2 separate regions of the Hordeum vulgare genome follow, and region 2 is linked to region 1. The links are chromatin contacts, called in public Hi-C maps. All regions are on one chromosome and are shown on one strand. Each heading gives the region's core, a stretch centred on a gene start, on an enhancer-like site or on the middle of the called end of the contact. The rest is flanking DNA. Distances are from core to core; before and after follow the strand shown. Region 1 holds the start of LOC123409542 (probable protein phosphatase 2C 59). Region 2 holds the start of LOC123410526.

Evidence for each region. A called contact is a pair of places that touch in the nucleus more often than the background predicts.
Region 2: a contact with region 1 is called in a Hi-C map of leaf, with 2.4 times the contacts expected there. The contact joins the promoter of LOC123410526 here to the promoter of LOC123409542 in region 1. A contact is called at or near these places in 2 of 6 Hi-C or Micro-C datasets (leaf and seedling).

The regions. Positions count from the first base shown.
Region 1 is chr7H:570,773,367-570,778,518 of MorexV3_pseudomolecules_assembly, forward strand. It overlaps LOC123409542 (probable protein phosphatase 2C 59), which reads left to right and starts at 1,282. Exons shown (of 8, transcript XM_045102410.1): 1 at 1,282-1,498; 2 at 1,796-1,923; 3 at 2,006-2,104; 4 at 2,229-2,387; 5 at 2,530-2,616; 6 at 2,709-2,800; 7 at 2,887-2,961; 8 at 3,051-3,449. The coding sequence starts at 1,452. The coding sequence ends at 3,230.
Region 2 is chr7H:571,337,149-571,342,331 of MorexV3_pseudomolecules_assembly, forward strand. LOC123410526 reads left to right here and starts at 2,419. Exons shown (of 2, transcript XM_045103474.1): 1 at 2,419-2,554; 2 at 3,411-5,183. The coding sequence starts at 2,469.

The sequences.
Region 1 (5,152 bases), core at 32-2,531:
CAGCTCTGGCATCCGCTCGTTAGGCCCCGAGACCGTGACCGGCTTCAGCTGTATTTGGACGCGTTGCTGACGTCCGCCCGACGGCTCTCCGTCCGTTCGCCTGCTTCTTAGCTTGCCCCTATGGTGGCCTTTTATGTTTCCTCTCCTTTCACTTGGGCGTGATTGTGTTCTGGCCCCAACAATTTTCTTTTTCTTCACTATGTTGGGTTGTGGTTGTTTGGATGTTGGAGTATTTGCTTTATCTATAAAGCGGGGCGAAAGCCTGTTTCAAAAGAACACGCGCACGGATGATTCGAGCAGTTATCGCACGAGCCTGTCATGCGTCCTATTCAGACCCCATGGTATTGGTTGCGTTGGGACGTGAAAACAAACCAAAAACGTTTAGAAAATATAAAATTCGCTTATTTATTGACATGAATTACATATAGTAATCATGTGACAGAATCATGTGTCAGAACCTTAAAAAGACATATATTTTATATTTAGGATCGGAGAAAGTAGTGAAGTACGAATCAACATCGCCGTTAGAAGTTCATCACGGCACCAAATACTGACGTGTGCACGGACCGGCCAGCCGGTACCGCATCTGTGTGCCAAGCAAGCAAGCACACATGATGTGACAGGATGTTGGCTTGACTCAAAACCTAGTTTTCTTGTAACGTTTCTTTTGACAGATTCTGTCGAGGCTTTTGCTGAATAAATCCATTCAAAAAAAGTAATCTAAATACTTTTGGAGCGAGTATTTAGCAACGGAGGAAGTACGAATCAACACCGCCGCTAGAAGTTCGTCACGGCACCAAACACTGACGTGCCGGCCAGCCGGCAGCGCAGTACTCGTACCATTTATTGGGCGCTCGGACGTGTGCCGCACCGCAAGCGGACACGTGTAACTCATCCAGAGACGCACACCTTCGTCCCGCCATGGCCCATGGCCACGCCACGTGCATGCGAGCGCCTCCGTGTCCACGACCTAATCCACGACCGCCACCGTCCCGATTCGATTCGCCGACGCCCGGCCGGTCGAGCCGAGTCATGGCGCAGAACCACGAAACCAAAACCAACACGAAGGAGGGGAGAGAGTCGACCCTTCTCATGTCCATGATGATGGTCGAGCGAGAGATCCAAGAAAAGCCGTGGACTGCACGGGCCCTCCCGGCGCGTCCACGCCATTGACCCCGCCCCCTTTCCCGCGCCGCCACGTGCCCCCGCACGGCACCGCCCGTCGGGCTCCTCCCCCCGCCACCGCACGCGCCCCCGCCCCCCTTTTAGGCGCACGAGCTCCTTGAGCTTCCGCCTCCGGTTTCTCCTCCAGCTTCCCTATTTACGACCGCGAGAGGCTCCCGGGACCATTGGTTCTTCTTCTTCCCTCGTCGCCGCCCGCCATCACCGGCCGTGTTGCGCTTGCGCGTTGAAGAGGAATCCGGCCGGCCGTTGTCATCCTCCGCCGATAGATGGGGCACCGCGGGGACACCAGGCCTGTCAGTGGCGGCGGGTTCAGGTATACCATCTGACGTGATCTCGCCATTTCTTCTCGTTCGTGCACCTTTGCCGTTCTTCTTGGTGAACCGCCGCTGTTGTCCCTGTCCGCGTTCGGTTTCTAACTTTTGGTGCATCATCATCATCATCATCATCATGCATGCGGGAAATGGCAAATTTGTTATTGTTGTATATATACTAGCATCATGTTATGGCATTCTAATGACGATGGCGAGTTAATTCTGAAATGCATCTAAAGGATTTTAGCTCGGATCATTGTTCCGTGTGGATGGTATTAATTTGTTCTTTATCGTGGCAGTGAGAATGGTAAGTTTAGCTATGGTTATGCGAGCTGCCTAGGGAAAAGATCTTCCATGGAGGACTTCCACGAGACAAGAATCGATGGCGTCGATGGAGAGACCGTCGGGCTGTTCGGTGTTTTCGACGGTAAGATAATATGGGGTTTGGAGTTTTGTCAGCGAACTACCTTAGGCAGCAGAGATGGCTGATTACTGATCCGTTACTGCAGGCCATGGTGGAGCTCGAGCGGCGGAGTTCGTCAAGCAGAACCTTTTCAGCAACTTAATCAAGCACCCAAAGTTCTTCACCGATACCAAGTCTGCTATTGGTACTGTTATATATGTTTCCCTGAATTCGACATAGCATTCTGTTGATCAGAACACATTGCAGAACGTACTATTGCTTAATTGGGCACTGATATTTCGTCACTGAAATATAATATTCCTCTGCAGCTGAAACTTTCACCCATACGGATTCAGAGCTCCTGAAAGCCGATACCGCCCACAACCGAGATGCAGGGTCGACGGCCTCCACGGCCATTCTTGTTGGTGATCGCCTGGTGGTGGCAAACGTTGGGGATTCCAGGGCCGTCATTTGTAGAGGTGGTGATGGTAAGCGCCGATCGACATCGTTTTCGGATCATGTTTCCAGCAATTTGGAACGGCGTGCCTCACCTGTGGCTATTAATCAGGTTGTGCATGTCTCTGTTGTATGAATGGATCATGATCCTGACCATCTTGATGGTGCGTGCAGCTATAGCGGTGTCAAGGGACCATAAGCCTGACCAGACAGACGAGAGGCAGAGGATAGAGGATGCCGGAGGCTTCGTCATGTGGGCAGGTGTGTACATATTGACATGTTCTGAGAGTGGTAGCTTCCAGTTTGGTATTTGAATCTTTCGGCTCATTGTTCAGTGGCAATGTAATCTGTAGGTACATGGCGTGTAGGCGGCGTGCTTGCCGTTTCTCGAGCGTTTGGTGACAAACTGTTGAAGCAGTACGTGGTTGCCGATCCAGAGATCAAGGTCAGTATCTATCTTCAGAGTTCTGCAACCATGTGTCACCAAGACAGAAACATTGTTCCCTGACATGAGATTTTGGAACACAACAGGAGGAGGTGGTCGACAGCTCTCTGGAGTTCCTCATCCTGGCGAGCGACGGACTGTGGGACGTCGTGACCAACGAGGTAAAAAACATCACTCATCCTTGTACGAGCTGAACTGAACTCGCAGCTAGCAAGAAGCAGAATTCTGAGATGACTGCTCTGTTTACCAGGAAGCGGTGGCCATGGTGAAGCCGATCGTGGACTCGCAGCAGGCGGCCAAGAAGCTCCTCGTCGAGGCGACCCGGAGGGGAAGCGCCGACAACATCACCTGCGTCGTCGTCCGTTTTCTCGACCAGCAGCCCCCGGCGGCCACCAACGAACGTCCAACCCCTGTCGTGCTGGGCAAGTGAACATTCCTCATCTCCAACCCATGTCGTGCGGTCGTGCCGGGCAACTGAACATTCCTCTTGGAAGCGCGTAGGTTCACAGGGCAATGCGTTGTGCAAGCAGTGTGTCTGATGGTGTAGCCCTTTGCGTGCGTGTTTATTTGCTTCACTCCAGTTTACCATTGCCTGTACTGATCATGTATGTTCTCAGCTGTTCTCACTTCAAATTTCAAGTCTTGTAAATGTGCGTCTCCGACCGGCGATCTGTTTGCACAGCACAATGCTAATTCAGCCGAGAAAACCGTTCGATAGAAATAAAAATATGAAACAGATGCTAACGCCAAAAGATATCATCTTATAACATGCTAACGCAAAAAAAAAAAAAAAAAAAAAAAAAAAAAGATGACATGATAAAAAGAATAGCATTGAGGATGAAAGAACTGCTCTGGTTCACAGGGCACTTAACAAGACCACTTGCTCCGTCTTCTAGCTCTGATTTTCTTTTCCCTCTAGTGCTTTGGTACCCTGATTTTTATGAGCTCAGGTTGAGAAGTTGGATCTTCTGAATTGTTGATGGATTCTTTTGCCTTTGCCTCGGGCCTTAGAGTCAACTATAGCAAGTTAAACATCTACTCCATCAACATCCTTTGATGATGGCATGAACTTCCTCATGCTTGTAAAAATGGCACAATGTCATTCTGTACCAGATTAAACAGGACTGCTTATTTTCTTGGAACTATTGAAAGACTGCAATCTGTTATGTTGAATTATCTGCTCTGCCCATTTTCTGGTCATCGGCCGGTACTTGTGAATTCAAATGCACAAAAAAAGGCATAGCATCACCTTGTGCTGGTCAAAGAACAACAGTAGATGGTATTCATGCATACAGTATTTGCAACGAGTAGAAGTTATGATGAAGGGTGCTGGTAGTGAAAGAGATGACACATTACAAGCCATTGCTAAAAATGGTGTGTACTCAAGGGGCTCGATTAGTTAATTAAAGCAACCTATCCCTTACCTTAGGGGATTTTCCTAGACTTCAATTAAAGTTGCCAAAATCATTAAATCACTACCCTCAAGAAGTTTTTTATCAGCCGGCAAAAAGCGTGGTAATAATCCATTTCATCGGAGAAGGATCGAACAGGAAGAATCACATCGTTTTCTTAAAATCATCAAACTCCACAAAGGAGTAATCAAAGAGTTTGATAGATATAGAGGGCACTGTCTTTCAGTGAGAAGGAGGATCTTTGTTCCTTTTGATAGAGGAACTGCTTGAAATTATTTAACGCCTACAAATAAATTGCCACTCCATGTTTGGGTCTGGGTGATTCAATCTTCTGCAATTAACAATCCAATATCAGCTAGACATATCCTAACTACCAATAATCTGGAAGATTGTTTTCGCCGGCCTTTGTCTGAAGAGGTCTATTTACAATTTAAGTAGTTACAACAAAACAGAGTGATTAACATGGCCGCAATCGGAAGGATTGACTACCAAATGGTTATGGTCCTCATGCTGTCAGCCTAAACATAAATTGTTCTTCCGCTGCTTACGATTAACGGACTAAATAATAAGGAATTCCCTCAAACAAATTACTTCTTCATTGAGGAATACACTCGTGTGATGTGTGCTAGGTGCGCTGAGACCATAGACCATCTCTTCCCCAATGGAATCCTGCTCTTGGGAGTTGGTCAGTTTCATAATGTCATTGTTCATTTAAGAGACCTGTCAAATCTACCTTTCCTGGAGATCGTTATCACCCTTTGTTAAGGCATATTTTTATCCTAATGATTTTGGTGATTGATAACAATGCAATTACGTACTAATCGTGTGCACGAAGCCTGTATTTCAACATATGGCACAAGACAATTCCTGCCCCTCAGTGTATTAAAGTGAAGACGGTTTTATTTCATACGTTCCACTGTCGGTGGACTTGAGTCGTAGG
Region 2 (5,183 bases), core at 1,169-3,668, 560 kb after region 1:
CTTCATCGTCTTTTTCTTTGATTTATTTTGTTTTTACCACTTTTCTTCATTTCTTTCACTATTTTTTTATTTTCTTTCATTTTTCTATGTTTTTTTGCTTTAGCGGTTTTTAGGCATTTTTTCTCGGCTTTCTTTTCTTTTCCTTTTGTACTTTGCTTGGTTTTCTTTATTTCATTATCGGGTTTAATTGATTTCATTCTTTTGCATTTTTTTTCTTTGGTTTTCATTTTTCTTTTTCGGTTTTAGTGATTTTTCTTTGTCATTTTTTATTGGTTTTCATTTTCATCATTTTTTCTTTCTTTCTTGGTTTTCAAGAGTTTTTCGTTGTTTTGTTTTATTAATTTTAACTATTTTACATTCTTTTTGAACTTGTTGCTTTCGTTTTATTTTCTCTATGGTTAATTTTTTCTATTTTCATTGTTTTTTGGTTAATTTTTTTAATATATGGTCAACAATATTTCCATACACATTTCACTTTTTTTCAAATGCTTTTTTAACATTTTTTTCAAAATACTTGTTTATTTTTTTCAAATGCTTTACTAATATTTCCTATTCACACACAATGTATATTTTTTGTATATAGGAGAAACATTTGCTCTATACATATTTTACATTTTACAAGTATAAGTTTAATACTTTTTTGAATAGATGGTAAAACTTCTTTAATACAGATCTTTAACATTTTTTCTATACAAATTTCAAATAAAAGATTAACAATTATTCTATACGTGGTCAAATTTTTTCTATACAAACTTCAAATTTTCAAATGGTTGATTACTATTTTTCAAATACAAGTTCGATATTTTTTTAATACATGTTAATCATTTTCCAATGCTTGATTAACATGTTTCAGATACTTATTTAACAGTTTCCAAATACTTTATTAACTTTTCTTAAATACAGGATAAATTTTTTACACACATATTGTATATTGTTTTTTACATTTTTTTATACATGAGAAACATTTCCTTATACACACTTAAATTATTTCAGTTTCTTGGTTAACTTTTCTTTTCAAATATTTAATTCTAAACTTATATAAATAAAATGTTTAACAATATCTGGAAATAGAAACTAAAGTAATAAAAAGGAAAAATAAACGTGAAGATAAAGAATAAAACTAGTCCGTGAATTCGCGCGCGCCTGGGTTGGCCTATAGACGTAGGCTCCTGACGCGAGACATGGCGCTGCCCCCCAGAAATCCACGCTCTCTGCGTCGCCTTGTCTGGTCTTCGGACAGGCGCATCCGACTAGTGTTTGGGAATGGGCCGGCCCATTTATATGCCAAGTTTTCCGGTTTTGGAAACTTTTTCTTGCCGTTTTTTTTCTGGTTTGGGAGCTTTCTAAGAAGGTGATTGGATACGTTTTAGTCCCATGACTAAAAGTAGTGGGACTAAAACTTGCAGGGCTACCCATGCTTGGATCCAAATACTAAAGAGACTAAAATCAAGTTAATGAACATTTATTATTCTCCAAACCCTCCAATCCAGAACTTGCATTTGTTAAAGGAGAAGAGTTAAATGAGGAGAGAGAGGACTAATCCACATTTTAGTAGGGGTACCCCTGACTAAAAGATTTTAGCCTCAAGACTAGTTTTAGCCTCTCTTTAATCAGGGGTTCTTGGAACTTTAGCCTCTTAAAGAGATTATTTTTAATCAGACTAGTTTTAGTCCCTTGGATCCAAGCACCCTCTAAAACATTTCCTGAATCTGTTTTTCTTTTTATTGTTTTCTTTTTTATTTACTACTGATTTAAAAAAAATTGGATTTTTAAAAAATATTTCGGAATTTCAAAAAAGTTTCAGAATTTGAAAATATGTTTTAGAATTTAAAAAAAACTTCTGGAATTTTAAAAAATGTTTCAGAATTCGAAAAAATGTTATGGTATTTTTAATAAAATGTTTCGGATTTTTCTATAAAAAAGTTCTGAAAATTAGAAAAATGTTCCGGATTTTAAGAAATATTCCAGAATTTAAAAAATGTTCAGGAATATTAGAAAATGTTCCAGAATTCCAAAAAATGTTCTGGATTTGAAAAAAGGTTCAAAAATTTATAAAAATGTTCCGAAATTTGAAAAAATGTTCCGGAATTTAGTAAAATGTTCTGATATTTTTACTAAAGTGTTTCGGATTTAAAAGTAATTTTGTACGAAATTTGAAAAACATTCCGAAAATTTTAAAAGTGTTATGGAATTTGAAAAAAGTAGAAAAACATTTATTAAATTTGTTTCAAACAATAAAGTAATATGGGCCGGCCTAGGAGCATTCTATGCCTACATAACTCGACCATTTTTGTGGTCACCATATTCGCTGCTGGTCGCTAACTTGGGCCGGCCCAGTAAGGATATCCTCCTGTGCGTGCGGCCAGCAATTTGCCCCAGAGAGCGGCAGATAGGACCTCCCCTGCCCCCCTGCGGCCTTGTTTGGAGAGAGAGAGAGAGATCACTGCTCGAGGGTGTTCCGGAAGCGGATGGGAAGGAAAGCGAGCCGCCTGCGGCGACGCCGCCAGCCGTCGCCGTCGACGTCGTCGTCGCCAGCGCCTGCATCCTCCTCAAGGCCTGCGCCCTCCCCCTCTCCCGCCCTCTCCCTCTTCCCTGAACCCTAGTTTCTCATCACTTTTTCCCTCGTTCATCTCTCGTGTGCGCGTCGTTTATCTACTCCGTCGTGCAACCCTGCAAGCAATCCTTCTCGTGGGAAGAACTCGAATCGCGTCTCTGCTGTCCTTTGGTTTGGATTATTCACTCGATTTCGCCGTAAACGATTTAGATATACTACCGAGCCGCCTTGGAACCCTAGATGGGATGCGCGTGTACGGCTAGTAGAATTGGTTTGTTGGTTTTGAGAAGAAAATTAGGTCGAGCGTTCGTCATACCCCACTACGTGATTTGCACATGGGAAGGAGTATAAAAACTACCCAAGTTGAAGCGCCCCTGGAATTTCAGTGTATCCGTACTGTGCATGTACTGACAGTCGGTATTGGTAGGGCATTGTTAGTAATAGAGCTATAACTGCAGATGGTTTATTCAGTGTTTACAGCCAAGCAAAATGCGAGAGCGTTCGTCACCATTTCAATGCCATGCTCTGAAGATGCAGGTGGTTTTCGCTGTCACAAGAAGTTTTAACTACATGGTGGTTTTCCAAAATAAAATTCTTATCTGTGCATGTTATCATCTTAGCCCTGTCACAACCATCTTACAAATTCAATCGATCAACCTGCTGCCTATTTGTAAGTGTCGACTTTCTTGCTATTTGTAAGTGTCGACTTTCTTGACATGTAAGGGATATATAAGATCTGGAGAACAACACGTGCTCAATTGCTTATCCATGGTCCAAGCATGCTGTCTGCCTTTCTTCATTTGTTGCTGGACTAATCTTTCTAACCTTTCTTCCTTGAATTTGTTGTGTTTTGCAGAGAGTTTGCCATCACGCAAAGCCCGAGCAAATTGTCTAACCCATCTGTCTCCACTCCCCCAGGAGTGTTGGGGCACCAAGGTTGGGCTGACCTCCCAGATAAACTGCTTCACTCCATTGTTCCTCTGTTGGGATCTTTCATCGACCTTATTGCGTTTGCTAGCACCTGTGGTTCTTGGCGTGCTGCCTTCTCTTCGTACCCATCCAAATCGACCATCTGCACCAAACTCCCGCCTCTCCTCGTCCGACCCAATATTCGTGTCCAAGCCCCTCATCTCCCTTCCAGCAATGGTCGGCACAAGCTACGCACATGTAAGGTCATTGATCTAGCCAACCAGAACAGAGCCCTCCACTGCCAGATTCCTCAAGAAACTTTCCAGAGGATGCGTTTTGCTGGCTCTTCGTATGGCCATCTCATCTGCTGCCGCCAAGGAAAGTGTCTTATTGTTGATGTTTTCACTGGTGCCGAGGTTTCACCTCCATGTCTCCCATTCAGTGGTGACTGCGAGGAGGAGTTCTACTTTGGTGGCACCCTGACAGCTCCCCTTGCATCGCCGAACTGCCATCTCCTTGTCAGCACTCAATCCTCCCTGTTTGATTGGCCGGTTGGAAGTGACTCTTGGTCTGAACTCAAGCTTTCGGATGCACGGATAGATCAGATTGTGGAATTCAATGGTCAGTTCATTGCCATGGATTATTCCCAGAGGATCTACATTCTGAAGTTTGCCCCCCAGCTTGGCCTGCAGGAGATAACAACTGAGTGGTGGGACGACAGGACTGAATGCCCATATCTAAGACCATGGTTGGTGGTCTGTGGTGATATGCTTCTCATGGTTGACCATTACATGAGCTTATCATTTGGAGCATCAGTCTTGTATAAACCCTTCCGCCTTGATATGTCAACCAGACCTGCAAAATGGGTGGAGGTGAAGAAGCTGGACAACTGGGCACTCTTTGTAGGGGGTGATGTGAGGAGCCCGCCGTTTTCTTGTTTGACCCCGGAGAAGTGGGGAGGGAGGAGCAACTGCCTGTACTATGCCCATTACTCTCAGCCTTGGAGCATACATGGATTAGGTGACGCGGCAGATGCTGTGTGGGATCCTTCCACCGACCCTGATCTTGTGTACAAGAGGAACTGGTATGGCCAGCTACAGGCTTTCTGGGTGTATCCAAGCATGTTCTATTCTGATGCCCCAGTACCGTCGGGGCACCAAGACTGGGCTGACCTCCCAGATAACCTGCTTCACTCCATTGTTCCTCTGTTGGAGTCCTTTCTCGACCTTATTGCGTTTGCTAGCACCTGTTGTTCTTGGCGTGCTGCATTCTCTTCATATCCATCCAAATCGACCTTGTGCACCAAACTCCCGCCTCTCCTCGTCCGACCCAATGTCCGTGTCCAAGCCCCTCATCTCCCTTCCAGCAATGGTCGTCACAAGCTACGCACATGTAAGGTCATTGATCTAGCCAACCAGAACAGAGCCCTCCACTGCCAGATTCCTCAAGAAACTTTCCAGAGGATGCGTTTCGCTGGCTCTTCCTATGGGCATCTCATCTGCTGCCGCCAAGGAAAGTGTCTTATTGTTGATGTTTTCACTGGTGCCGAGGTTTCACCTCCATGTCTCCCATTCAGTGGTGACTGTGAGGAGGAGTTCTACTTTGGTGGCACCCTGACAGCTCCCCTTGCATCGCCTAACTGCCATCTCCTTGTCAGCACTCAATCCTCCCTGTTTGATTGGCCGGTTGGAAGTGACTCTTGGTCTGAACTCAAGCTTTC